Linked DNA regions of Mus musculus: region 1 is linked to region 2. Evidence: chromatin contacts called from public HiCAR-type data. All regions are on one chromosome and are shown on one strand. Each heading gives the region's core, a stretch centred on a gene start, on an enhancer-like site or on the middle of the called end of the contact. The rest is flanking DNA. Distances are from core to core; before and after follow the strand shown.

Region 1 (5,498 bases), core at 1,764-4,263, 1.1 Mb after region 2:
GGCTACACAGAGAAACTCTGTCTCAGAGCAAAACAAACAACATAAGAAGAGGAGTGTGATTTCAATGGAAAATTGCCGACCACAGGCTGAGGTATCTGAACACGTGATCCCAGTAGATGGTGCTGGGGTGGTGGTGGTATGTAACCTTTAGCAGGTACAATTCCGTGGAAGAGCAACTCGCTGGGGAAGGGCTTTGAGGGTTTATGCTTCACTCCACTTCCTGTTCACCCTCTGCTTCCTGCACACGCCTGAAGATGTAACTCTCACCTGCCTACCACACCTCCGTTTCATTAAGGACCCGAACCCTCAGAAACCATCGGCCAAAATAAATCCTTTCCTCCAAAGGATGCTTTTGGTTCTGGTGTTTTATCATGGTACTAAAGAGTACTTAATGCCAAGGGACGCACAGCAGTCTCCTAGCAGTGACAACTTCATGAAAGACTCAGGAATAGTCACAGTAGAAAGACTTTGGTTTTTCGAGACAGGGTTTCTCTGTATAGATGTGGCTGTCCTGGAAATCACTTTGTAGAACAGACTGTCCTTGAACTCAGAAATCGGCTTGCCTCTGCCTCCCAAGTGCTGGGATTAAAGGCGTGCGCCTAAATTGGTTTTCTTTAAGGTGTGGGGGTGGGGGAGGTGTTTGTTTGTGTGTATGTGTTTGTATGTGTGTTTGTGTGTGTGTGTATGTGTTGTGTGTATGTGTTGTGTATTCCAACAGAGGCCAGAAACAGGTTTTGAAACACGTGGAGCTGGCGTTACAGGCTTGTGGAAGCTGCCCAGAGTGAATGCTATAGGATCCAAACCCCGTCCGTCAGATAGAGCAGTGAGTACTCTTAACCATAGGCTGTCTCTCCAGCCCTACGTGATGATCCTAAAGACACACAAAGAGCTTCGTTCCTGTGTTATTTGTAAAATCTCATGATTGAAGAAACACATTCGGCTATCGTGCATTTGCTCTGGCAGTATGGTTCGATCTTACACAAGATTCACAAATACAGATGACCTTGAAGTAATGTGATGTGGGCATGGATGTAGGCATTATAGCATTTGAAATAATAAAGAGGTTAAAAGAAGAAAATTTCTTTTTAGAGGAGAAAAGCTGCCCTAAGTTGTTCTAAAACTCTAAGCTAACACTCATGCTAAAAGACAGCAAAGGAAAAATCGTTCAGGGAGTAGCGGTCCTGAGGTTAGCCCCGCCCTCCAGGGAGTAGAGGTCCTGAGGTTAGCCCCGCCCTCCCTCCTGTTCCAGAAGCACATGGTGTCAGCACAGATACACAGGGTACCCAGGACTGCAAACGATCCTGGGAACGAAAAATTATAAATTCACTCCATTAACATCAGCTACCTGAGCACTCATAACATATGACACGTGAAAGACTGAATCCTCAAACCACCGTGCCCTAAAAATTAAACACTGGATGGCTTCTGTGACACATGGTACTCTAAATATCAACAATTGACAGAAACTGCTTTTTGTGAATAAATAAAGTAGCAACTGGTCATTGTAGAAACTTTTTTGGCCAAGAAAGTCCTGTGTTTTGTAAAAAAGGAAAAATCAATATTTAACGAGATAAGTTCAGACAATTCACGGACTCAACCACTGGACCCAAATCACTAAACAGGTATCCAGAACAAAGAGTCAACCAGTTAAAACTGGACCAGACAGTCTCTGCATCTCCTTTTCGTGTTGACATATAACTGTTGACTTTAGAAACATGTCAGATATCATAATTGGTCGTGTTATTTCATTGTGACGGGAGCAGAGCCCACAAGAAGCTGTTTGAGGCCAGGGTCACACGTCACCTGGGTTCCATAGCAACTCTTACCGTATCTGATACACACCACCACACAAGCTCCTGCCCAACTGGCTGAAGAAAGAATCTAGTGTGGAAAAGACCGGAGGCAGGGCAAGATCCCCGGACTCCTTGAGGCGAGGGCCAAAGTAGAGACTGAGATCTCACTACAAGGAAAGGCATCACGTCGGGTCTTCTGGGGCTGGCTACCTGCCATGCCGGCTGAGGCTCAGGAACAGCAGAGCCTAAAACACTGCTCTACTGTGAGATTCTGTCTGAATCCAAAAGTCTGAGAACAGAAAAGCAGCAGCAGCCAGGGTCCCAGAATTGAGCTCCTTCAAAGCAGGTGGTAATGGTAAATTTCAAGAGGAAGGCTGTGTAAGGAAGCTGACATTACCGTTAACCTTGTTCATTCTTCACGTCTTGTCTCTACTATCCCTTCTCCTAGTCTGGCCACTCCAGTTAAAACTGAAGCCAGCCTCCCTCCCTTCCCCACGGCTAACATGCCTCCGCCCCCTCTCTTTCTACAGCATTTGACAAGTTTAACACAGTAAACGGAAGGAGGACCTGTCTCTGTGGTCACATGTATGTTTGGGTCCTAGCATCTAGCAACGTGCCTGGCTCTTCTGACAAGTGACTAACTCAAACATCTGAGACCCTTGGAAGTTCTGTGAGCTAACTGTTGGAACGTGTACTAAACAAAAAGCCAGGATCCCTAGCCAGGATCAGAAATTGTGAGATGATCCCTAGCCAGGGTCACAAATTGTGAGATGATCCCTAGCCAGGGTCACAAATTGTGAGATGATCCCTAGCCAGGGTCACAAACTGTGAGAGGAAAAAAGCCTTATAAAATCAGACATCCTAGCACGCTGGAGACGTGGCTCAGCAGTTAGGAACACTTTCTGGTTTCAGTTCCCTGCATCCACATGGTGACTCACGGTCATCTGAATCTCCAGTTCCAGAGGATCTGAGACATTCTCCTGACCTCCACGGGCACCAGGCATGCGCGTGACGCATGTATACACGCAAGCAAAATACTCTCACATATAAAGTGGAGGAACAATATTTTTTCATTTAGGCGCTAGAGTAAAGCCACAGTGAGTTCTGTTATTCCCAGACTTCAAACAGCCACGTCATAACTCAGAGAACATAAGTAACCAGCCACGCCTGAGAAAGTGAACGATTCAGCACAGAAGTGACCCTTGGTCGGGTCCTGAAGGTCTCAGAGGTCTGGACTAGAGAGTTGGTGAAGCAAGGACGGGCATTCTACACAGAGGGAAAAGCCAGGCCTGGGTTCTGAGTTCTGATAGGCCTGTGGGTCTGCGAAACAGCAACACTCTCCACTCTTGGACTGGCAGGATCCCGAAGGGATAACAGGGAGAGGGATGGCAAGCTCACAGACTGGACCACACTCTGTAGACAGCAACGAAGGTGCACCCTGTGGAGGAAGGGAGCAGGCAGCACCGTTAGCCCTCTTTATAAGGAGTATCTCCCTTCCTGTAGTGTGGGAAATGTTCTGAAATGACAAGGAGAGTAGAGGCTGGAAGGCCAATGAGGCTACTACAAGAATCTACATGAGCTGGTGGCCTTGTGGATGAAGATAGTGGCCCAGGGATGCAGAGAACTTCCAGGAAAAAAAAAGAAAGAAAGAAAGGCTCAGAGCTCAGGAGCAGCTGGTACCCAGAGTAATTCAGATGCTGGGAAGTATCCCAAAACAGGAACTTTACATAACTGATGCCATAAAAACCGTCCTTTAAGTCCGTTCTGTAATCAAAACACGGTGAAGACGAACTAGACCAAGAAGGAAGAGTAAGTTACCAGGTCAAGGCCATGAGCCCCAGGCCAGATTCTTACAGTCTTTTTTTTTTTTTCCAGTTTTTCAAGACAGGGTTTCTCTGTATAGCCCTGGCTGTCCTGGAACTCACTCTGTAGACCAGGCTGGCCTCGAACTCAGAAATCCGCCTGCTTCTGCCTCCCAAGTGCTGGGAGATTCTTATAGTCTTAAGAGGTCAAAACCTAGATCCATGGACAGAGGAATACTGTCAACAAAGTAGCCATGTTGAGAATACAGTTCTCTTAGAGAAGCTGCTCCCTCAATATGGACTCTGATTTGCCAACAACAGCCCAACCTAATCTATAGCATATACAGAGAGGTACCATATGTCAGTGGAGTGTTGGGCCACAAATGGGACATCTATAACACACTAACACACACAGACTGACAGACAGACACATACACACACACACACACACACACACACACACACACACACACACACACACAGATCAGGGACCACTGAGGAGGGAGTGGAAGGTTTTTAAGAGCCAGAGGTTGGGAAGGGCTGGAACACAACTGTGTGCTCCTGACATGACAGGCTGCTGGCTCACACGGACACACATCGGCTGCACTCTCCTGCATAAAACCGAGCACGTCATCATTCCAGCAGGGAGGGGGAAAGAGAAATGGAAATGGGTATGACCAAAACACACTGCCCGAAACTCTGAGGAGCGATAGAACATATAGATTTTAAAACAGACTGCCCACCTTCTGTCTGGGCAAACACAGGATTTTCAGGGCAACTCTTCCATACCACGCTCTAACACCCCCAGCCCCACCCCCCCACCCCGGCACACACATCCCACACCTTCCGTTCCCCCAAGGCTTGCCTTACACAGAAATCTAGTGCGAACTCTGATTAATCACTTGTTTAATCAGTGACCTGGGTTCCCAGACCTTCAGCAGAGACTCCCTTCGTCCTTTACTTCACCTTGCCATTCGCTTATCAGGGCATCTGGAGAAGAAAACCCTGCTGTACACAAACAGGTGAGGAACGCCTCAAATGACTCCACCCAGTGGCCCTCTCCATGGATGAACTGTGACCTGCGTTACCACATGGCCCAGCGGGCTGAGGAGTGCAGCTGATTTCAATTTCACAACACCTAACCGGACTCTTGCTCTCCCCTCCCACCCAGCCCCAGTGAGCCAGGTTTACCTTGCTCAAACAACACTTTCCTTAGGTAACCCCTGCACATACTGTAGTCTTCAGGCGAGTCTCTACACAACCAAGACTTGCTTCTGCCCACCGCTGGCCCTGGGCCATCCCACACACCCCTGTCCCAAGAACAGGATCGATGTTTCCTTATCATCTCTACTTTGTGGTCTTTCAAACCTAGATATAGTTTGGAGTCAGTGGGGGCACCTTTTAAAAATACCCCCAAGCCAAGTAGGCGGTAGTGCACATACCCTCATCCCAGCACTTGGGAGGCAGAGGCAGGAGGATCTCTGATCACTGCGTTTGAGGCCAGCCTGGCCTACAGAATGAGTTCCAGAACAGCCAGGGCTGCATAGAAAAACCCTCTCTTAAAAAAAAAAGATTAAAAAAGGAAAAAAAGAAAAATCTCCCATCGGGGTTGTAGGGAACAAGAGGGCAGTGCCCCTTCACGATTCTGATCACATTGGCTCGGCAAGGGTTCACAGGGTCCAGCTTACAACTTCCAGGACCGGCTGGGTACACATTTGCAGCCCCAAGGGTCTCCCCGTCCCCTGAATCTCTCTTTCAGCACTTCCCACCATATACACTCTACCTCACGGTGTCTGCTTCTACCATACACTCAGTTCTCGCACACATCTGAATTTATGACACGGGCAGTTCAATGAGAGCACCTGAGAGAATTACCACAGGCAAGAAAGAGCGGGGAATCCTG
Region 2 (5,476 bases), core at 786-3,285:
CAGGGACCTTAAAGACAATATGGCCTCCCTTGTAGAAAAGGAGTTAAGAGACACAGAACACTGGGAGTCAGACAGGGCCAAGACTACCTCTGACCTCATCCCTTGGACAGAGTGCCAATGGCTTTGGCGGACCCTTCGAGGAGTCCTGCCTCCATCACAGATAGCCCAGAATAAAACCAGCCTGCACATCTGCTTTGCTGACTTCTAGGCCAACACATCCACCCCGTTCTTAGCTTTGGACATTTCAACTGGAGGGACAGCCACACTCTCCAGTAAGAAGCATACGAGAACACAAAAGACCAGCAGCACGGGGCCAGATGTGTGTTTCCCACCCCGGGCTCCAGCCCTGCTCAGATGCCAGCTGGACAAACAGGACTAGAAGCTGTGACACTTCTCCAGCCAGCAGACTTCTACAGGAGGCCAAACCATCACGGCCAGCATGACTTGGGTTGCCGTGACAATGAAAAGCCATTGTTAGTTCTTAGCAAGAACAGGAGAGAGAGAGAAAGAGAGTCTGAGAGAGGGATCATTGGTGGGGATATGCTGAGCATGTGAGCCTTATGTGTCACGGGGCACAACTTAGCTCTGCACTGTCTGCCCGCCATTCTCAGGGCATGCTTCTCTCCCTCTTCTTCTGTATGTTTGTGAGCATGTATGAGTGTGTGTGTGTGTGTGTAAGTGCAGTGTGTGTGGAGGGGCACATGTCAGTATGTGAGAGGTGCCTCTTGAGGTCATAAGGCAACCTTTATTTTCTTGAGACAGGGTTCCTCACTGGCCTGGAACACAAGAAGTAGGCTAGGGTAGCTGCTCTAGCAAGCTCTAGAGCCCCCATCTCTGACTCCCCAGCACCGGATTATATGTGCCATGTGCCTTCTTTCCGATGGATGCCAGGGGTCAAGTCCTCCTACAGCAAGGCAAGTGCATGGCCAACTGAGCTGCCTCCCCAGCCCCAATATTCTCCCAATAATCTTCGCCCTGTGTCATACCGAAGGTGAGCACGGCACTCCAGACAGACCTGACCAGTTCAGAGCGCACAGGCCATGTGATGGTCTAGACCAGAGACACTCTACTTCCCCTAATGCAGCCTAGATGCTGTTCACTTTACATATCGTGTGTCAACCACATAACACAGTTGGACCAGGCCGAGCTTGTGGCCGACTTACAAATAATAAACAAATAGGTCATTTTCGCGTGGATTGCTGCCAAACCAGGTCTACCTCATCCGGTACTCATGCAATTAATTTTTAACCTAAATGCAGGACTTTGCATCTCTCTCCGTTCCTTCCAAGCATGTTGGTTTCATCCTCTTGTTCCTTCCTGCTGAGGTCATTTCTTATTTCCATCCTGATGTCTGTAGCAGTAACTGTTTCCCAGCTCTGTGTCTGTTGTAAACGTGATCAGAACACCTTGTAGGCTGTCTTCTGAGTCACAGGTAACAATGCCAATGAGGTCATCGCCAGGGATGGAGCTCTATGGCACACCACTAGAGACCTCCCTTGGGTTGACACAGAAAAACTCATCAACATTCTTTGACTGTAGTTGTTCATCTGGCTATGACTCTGTTTCCTGTCCTCTGACCTTGTTCCCACACCTCCAGCACGTCCTCAAGGGCACTTTGTCAAACACCATGTGCAGTCAGGACACACTGGGCCACCGCTTTGATCTTCTGCTGGAGTGAATTGCTGCTGACAACTGGTGTGAGGAGCAAGATAGTTACTTGTGCCGGGTGGAGGGGAGGGGTGGAAAAAAAGAAAATAATTGTGTGACCGACTCCGGGAGAAGCCCATTTGAAATCAAAAGTTTATCTCTTCTTCTACAAAGTATCATCTCTCTCCCTCAGGCATTCATACTGTTTCCTTAAAATAGTCCCTTGTATATCATGGTTGTTACATGTGGTTTTTTTCTCCACTATAAACTTCTGAAATGCTTTTTTTTCCCTCTTTAGCTACATTGTTATCTTTTATCACTGTGTGGCCATGGTAATGGCTCAGCAGGTAAAGGTGTCTGTTGCCAAGCCTGATTAACTGAGTTTGATCTCTGGACCTTACATAGTGGAAGGAGAGAACCAACTCCCATGGTTGTCCTCTGACCTGTACTTGTGTGCCTTGGGCACACACACACACACACACACACACACACACACACACACACACACACGTCTTCAGTGAGTTACACAGAGCACTATGTACAGTCCCTTGGATTCTGTCCTTAGCTTCAAAAACAAAAATGTCTAATATCATCAGGGATTATCTAAATCATTAAATTCAAATGTTTACAAAATTATAAAGCCTAGAGCTTGCACTGGTGCCGAAGCTTTAAAATGGTTCTCTTTGTGTACCCATAGCATCTAGCTCAAAGCAGGGCACTCAGTTCGTGCCTGATAGATGTGTGAACAGCGCACACATACACAGCTGACGCCGGTGGAGGGGATGCCGGACTTCCCGTGGTTTCACACTGGTGCAGATACCAAAGTGATTGTGCCAGGAGACCTAGAACCCAGGTTATGGTGAAGCACGTATAATCTGTGAAGACTCAACCAGCTGCCCAAGAGACCAGGTATTAAACACAGCACAGGATGCCTGTAGGGAACAGATAAAATCCTCAGTGAGTGTGTACTGTTGACAAGGGCACAGCCATGTCAGGGACCCCAGTGGCTCCGACCCATGGCTTCCCAAGGTCAGGCTCAGAAAACCGACAAAGCCTTTGTTATGGTTTATATATGCTCAGCCCAGGAAGTGGCACTATTAGGTGTGGCTCTGTTGGAGTAGGCGTGTCACTGTGGTTGTCGGCTTTAAGACCCTCATCCTAACTGCCTGGAAGTCAGTATTCTGCTAGCAGCCTTCAGATGAAGATGTAGAACTCTCAGCTCCTCCTGCACCATGCCTGCCTGGATGCTGCCATGCTCCCGCCTTGATGATAATGAACTGAACCTTTGAACTGGTAAGCCAGCCCCAATTAAATGTTGTCCTTATAAGAGTTTCCTTTGTCATGGTATTTGTTCACAGCAGTAAAACCCTAACTAAGACAGCTTTCCTTGGTTCCACGTATAAATGTTTACAGAGTATATAGAAAGCACTGTCTCCTCAACTTGTGGGTCGTGACCCCCTTTGTAGGTCAAATGACCCTTTCACAGGGGTCATCTTAGATCCTTAGAAAAAACACATTTACATTACAATTCATAACAGTAGCAAAACTCTAGTTATGAAGTAGCAATGAAAATAACCTTATGGTTGGGGGTCACCACAGTGTGAGGAGCTATATTAAAGGGCTGCAGCATCAGGAAGGGTGAGAACCACTGTCTGCGATGCTTACAGTTTGAGACTGCTTCCCTACAGAAGCCGCCTCCTGCTGAGACTGGCTAACCCCTCCTCCTGTGCTACCAGAAATGTGCTGAGGTTCTGGGTTCTTGCTCAGCTCGTTCGTCTCCATCAGCATACTCATGGCCCACCTGGCCCCAGCTATTCTGTCTGTATGTCTATCCTTTCTTCATTCCCTGGTATCCCTAGGCAAGGTTTCCAGGAACAAGCCTTGGCTTGATGCACCACATACTAGTGTGTGTTGGCAAGTTCTCTCTCACTCCACCTCCAGGGAGATAAGACAGCACATGCCTGGCCAGAGGATGTAAACCAAAGAGGCTTCATTAAGTGTGGGGAGAGGCAAGAGATCCCCTAGACAGAAACCAAGAGCAAGGGTAAATGGTGGCTCCAAGAGAGGCCTTTCTTCCCCTCAAGAAGTTAAGTCCATGGGTTATGGTGATTGAGTGGTGGATTCGGGCCTCGGAATGACCGATCAACCGAGAGTGTAGGTGGCGAGAGAACGTTAGAAAGAGTAAGGTGCCAAAGTGGGCATGTGTTACTATCTCTATGTGACCTCAGAGCTTTTACTGTTTACTAGGGCAAGTGGCACAGCCCCTGAGGCACCTGGCTCTTCAGGCAACCCAGAGCTGGACAAACTGCTAAGGGATTTAACTCAGGGCATTTTAAACTTCCCCACTCGTGCCTCTTCTCCATCCGAGGAATTCTGACGTGACCTTGGGGATGTTATTTATTTGCTGATAGTCAATCATAAAGAAATTTATTTAAAAATAATTCTTTGGAATGCATACAGTTTTACCATGTATTAAAGCTTAAAGCAAATCTGTACATTCGTTAGATTAATCTGTTTGCTTTTACATAAAGAACTGACTCTTGGCTGAACATTTGATCCTGCAGGAAGCGAAGAGCCTTCAGTTCTTCTTCTTCTTTTTTTTTACAGAAGATATTTTGATTTTTGTGATGATCAATACTGAGCGCATAAATATGTAACAAGAAATGGCGCTAGTATGTTTAGGGTCGTTTCAGAGAGCATTGGAAACTCTGATCTAATCCCATTTCAAATTCATCTATGAAAATTATCAAGTTCATTTGTGAAACAAAAATCAGCGAATGCAAACTGCAACTTTCATTATCTCTATTTCATTGGGGGAGGGGGGCTACACGTGTCATGGTGTGGCACCCTTATGGCGGTCAAAGGACAGCTCTCAGGAGTTGGCTCTCTCCCTCTATCTACCATGTGCGTCTCATGAATGGAGCTCAGCCACCATGCTCGGCAGCAAGAGCCTTTGCTTGCCGAGCCACCTCACCAACTCAAACAGTAATTTTCAAAATGAACATTCGGACACAAAGGAATCTGAAGGCATACTCTGAGGCTTACGTGCTGTGGAAGGATGGTAGAAAGATGTTATCAAACCGTCTGTTTCTGTAAGAGCAAAAACTGTATTTCAATAAAAAGCACTGTGATGCAAACTTAACACTATTCTTGAATATGAGACAAGGGGTTTCAGGCAGCCTTTGGGGATGGCGCACAGTGTGACATGCGTGGTGTGACGGTACGTGCAGCACGGACTATGGATGTTATGTGTTCAGTATGAAGTGAAGTTACGGGATACGATACAGGTGAGCCTGTCAGGAAGCACCTCAAATTCACCTGAGGAGATGCTCCAAGTTAGGGATCCAGGGATAATCCTCTGAGAAACATGTCTGTGAGTCTTTCATGACTCTCTGCAAAGCATGTTCCACACACAACATAAGGTCTGCAATTTTAATTGCATCTTCAAAGGAACCCACGACCCCTTGAATAGTAAGGCAGTACTATTTTCCTAGGCGAATAGTTCAACTAATAACCCCCCAGTGTTGGTGCTCTTTCTGGGGTGTTGGGATCCTTTGGGTATAGAAAGATAACAGAGTCAGCACCGTGCACATCTGGGGCATGTCTCAGTTTGGGTCCATTTCCTCTGGATCTTTCTCCAGTATCAGGGAGTCTATCCAAGGTCAGAGCTTCCAGACCCTGCTTGCTTCTGGGAACATAGAATGTGAGCCTTCTACACCTGCTTGCCCATTTGCAAAGGGTTTCCATCTCCTGTACAGGATCATCCCAAGCAGGTCCACAAGCTCATTGAGCACGAGGGCCCACACTGTCCACTGTGATACTTAAAGAA

What was found. HiCAR-type assays count read pairs that join an accessible place to other places.
Region 1: a HiCAR-type map of kidney shows a contact between it and region 2, with 4 times the contacts expected there. The contact joins two enhancer-like sites. A contact is called at or near these places in 5 of 39 promoter capture datasets (the 3T3-L1 cell line, frontonasal cranial neural crest, hippocampal neurons and 2 more), 1 of 115 datasets of contacts at active chromatin or transcription factors (kidney) and 1 of 9 other capture datasets (embryonic stem cells).

What each region holds. Positions count from the first base shown.
Region 1 is chr19:43,509,413-43,514,910 of GRCm38.p6, forward strand. The region is part of intron 2 of Got1 (glutamic-oxaloacetic transaminase 1, soluble); the gene reads right to left. Among named protein-coding and RNA genes, the nearest start is that of Got1, 12 kb to the right of the region's middle. Within about 2 kb of position 3,014, at least 101 of the 459 cell types and tissues checked have an H3K27ac peak or open chromatin away from gene starts, as enhancers often do. A contact at or near this core is called in kidney, where this site is marked.
Region 2 is chr19:42,453,001-42,458,476 of GRCm38.p6, forward strand. No RefSeq gene overlaps it. Among named protein-coding and RNA genes, the nearest start is that of Gm41849, 12 kb to the left of the region's middle. Within about 2 kb of position 2,036, at least 9 of the 459 cell types and tissues checked have an H3K27ac peak or open chromatin away from gene starts, as enhancers often do. A contact at or near this core is called in kidney, where this site is marked.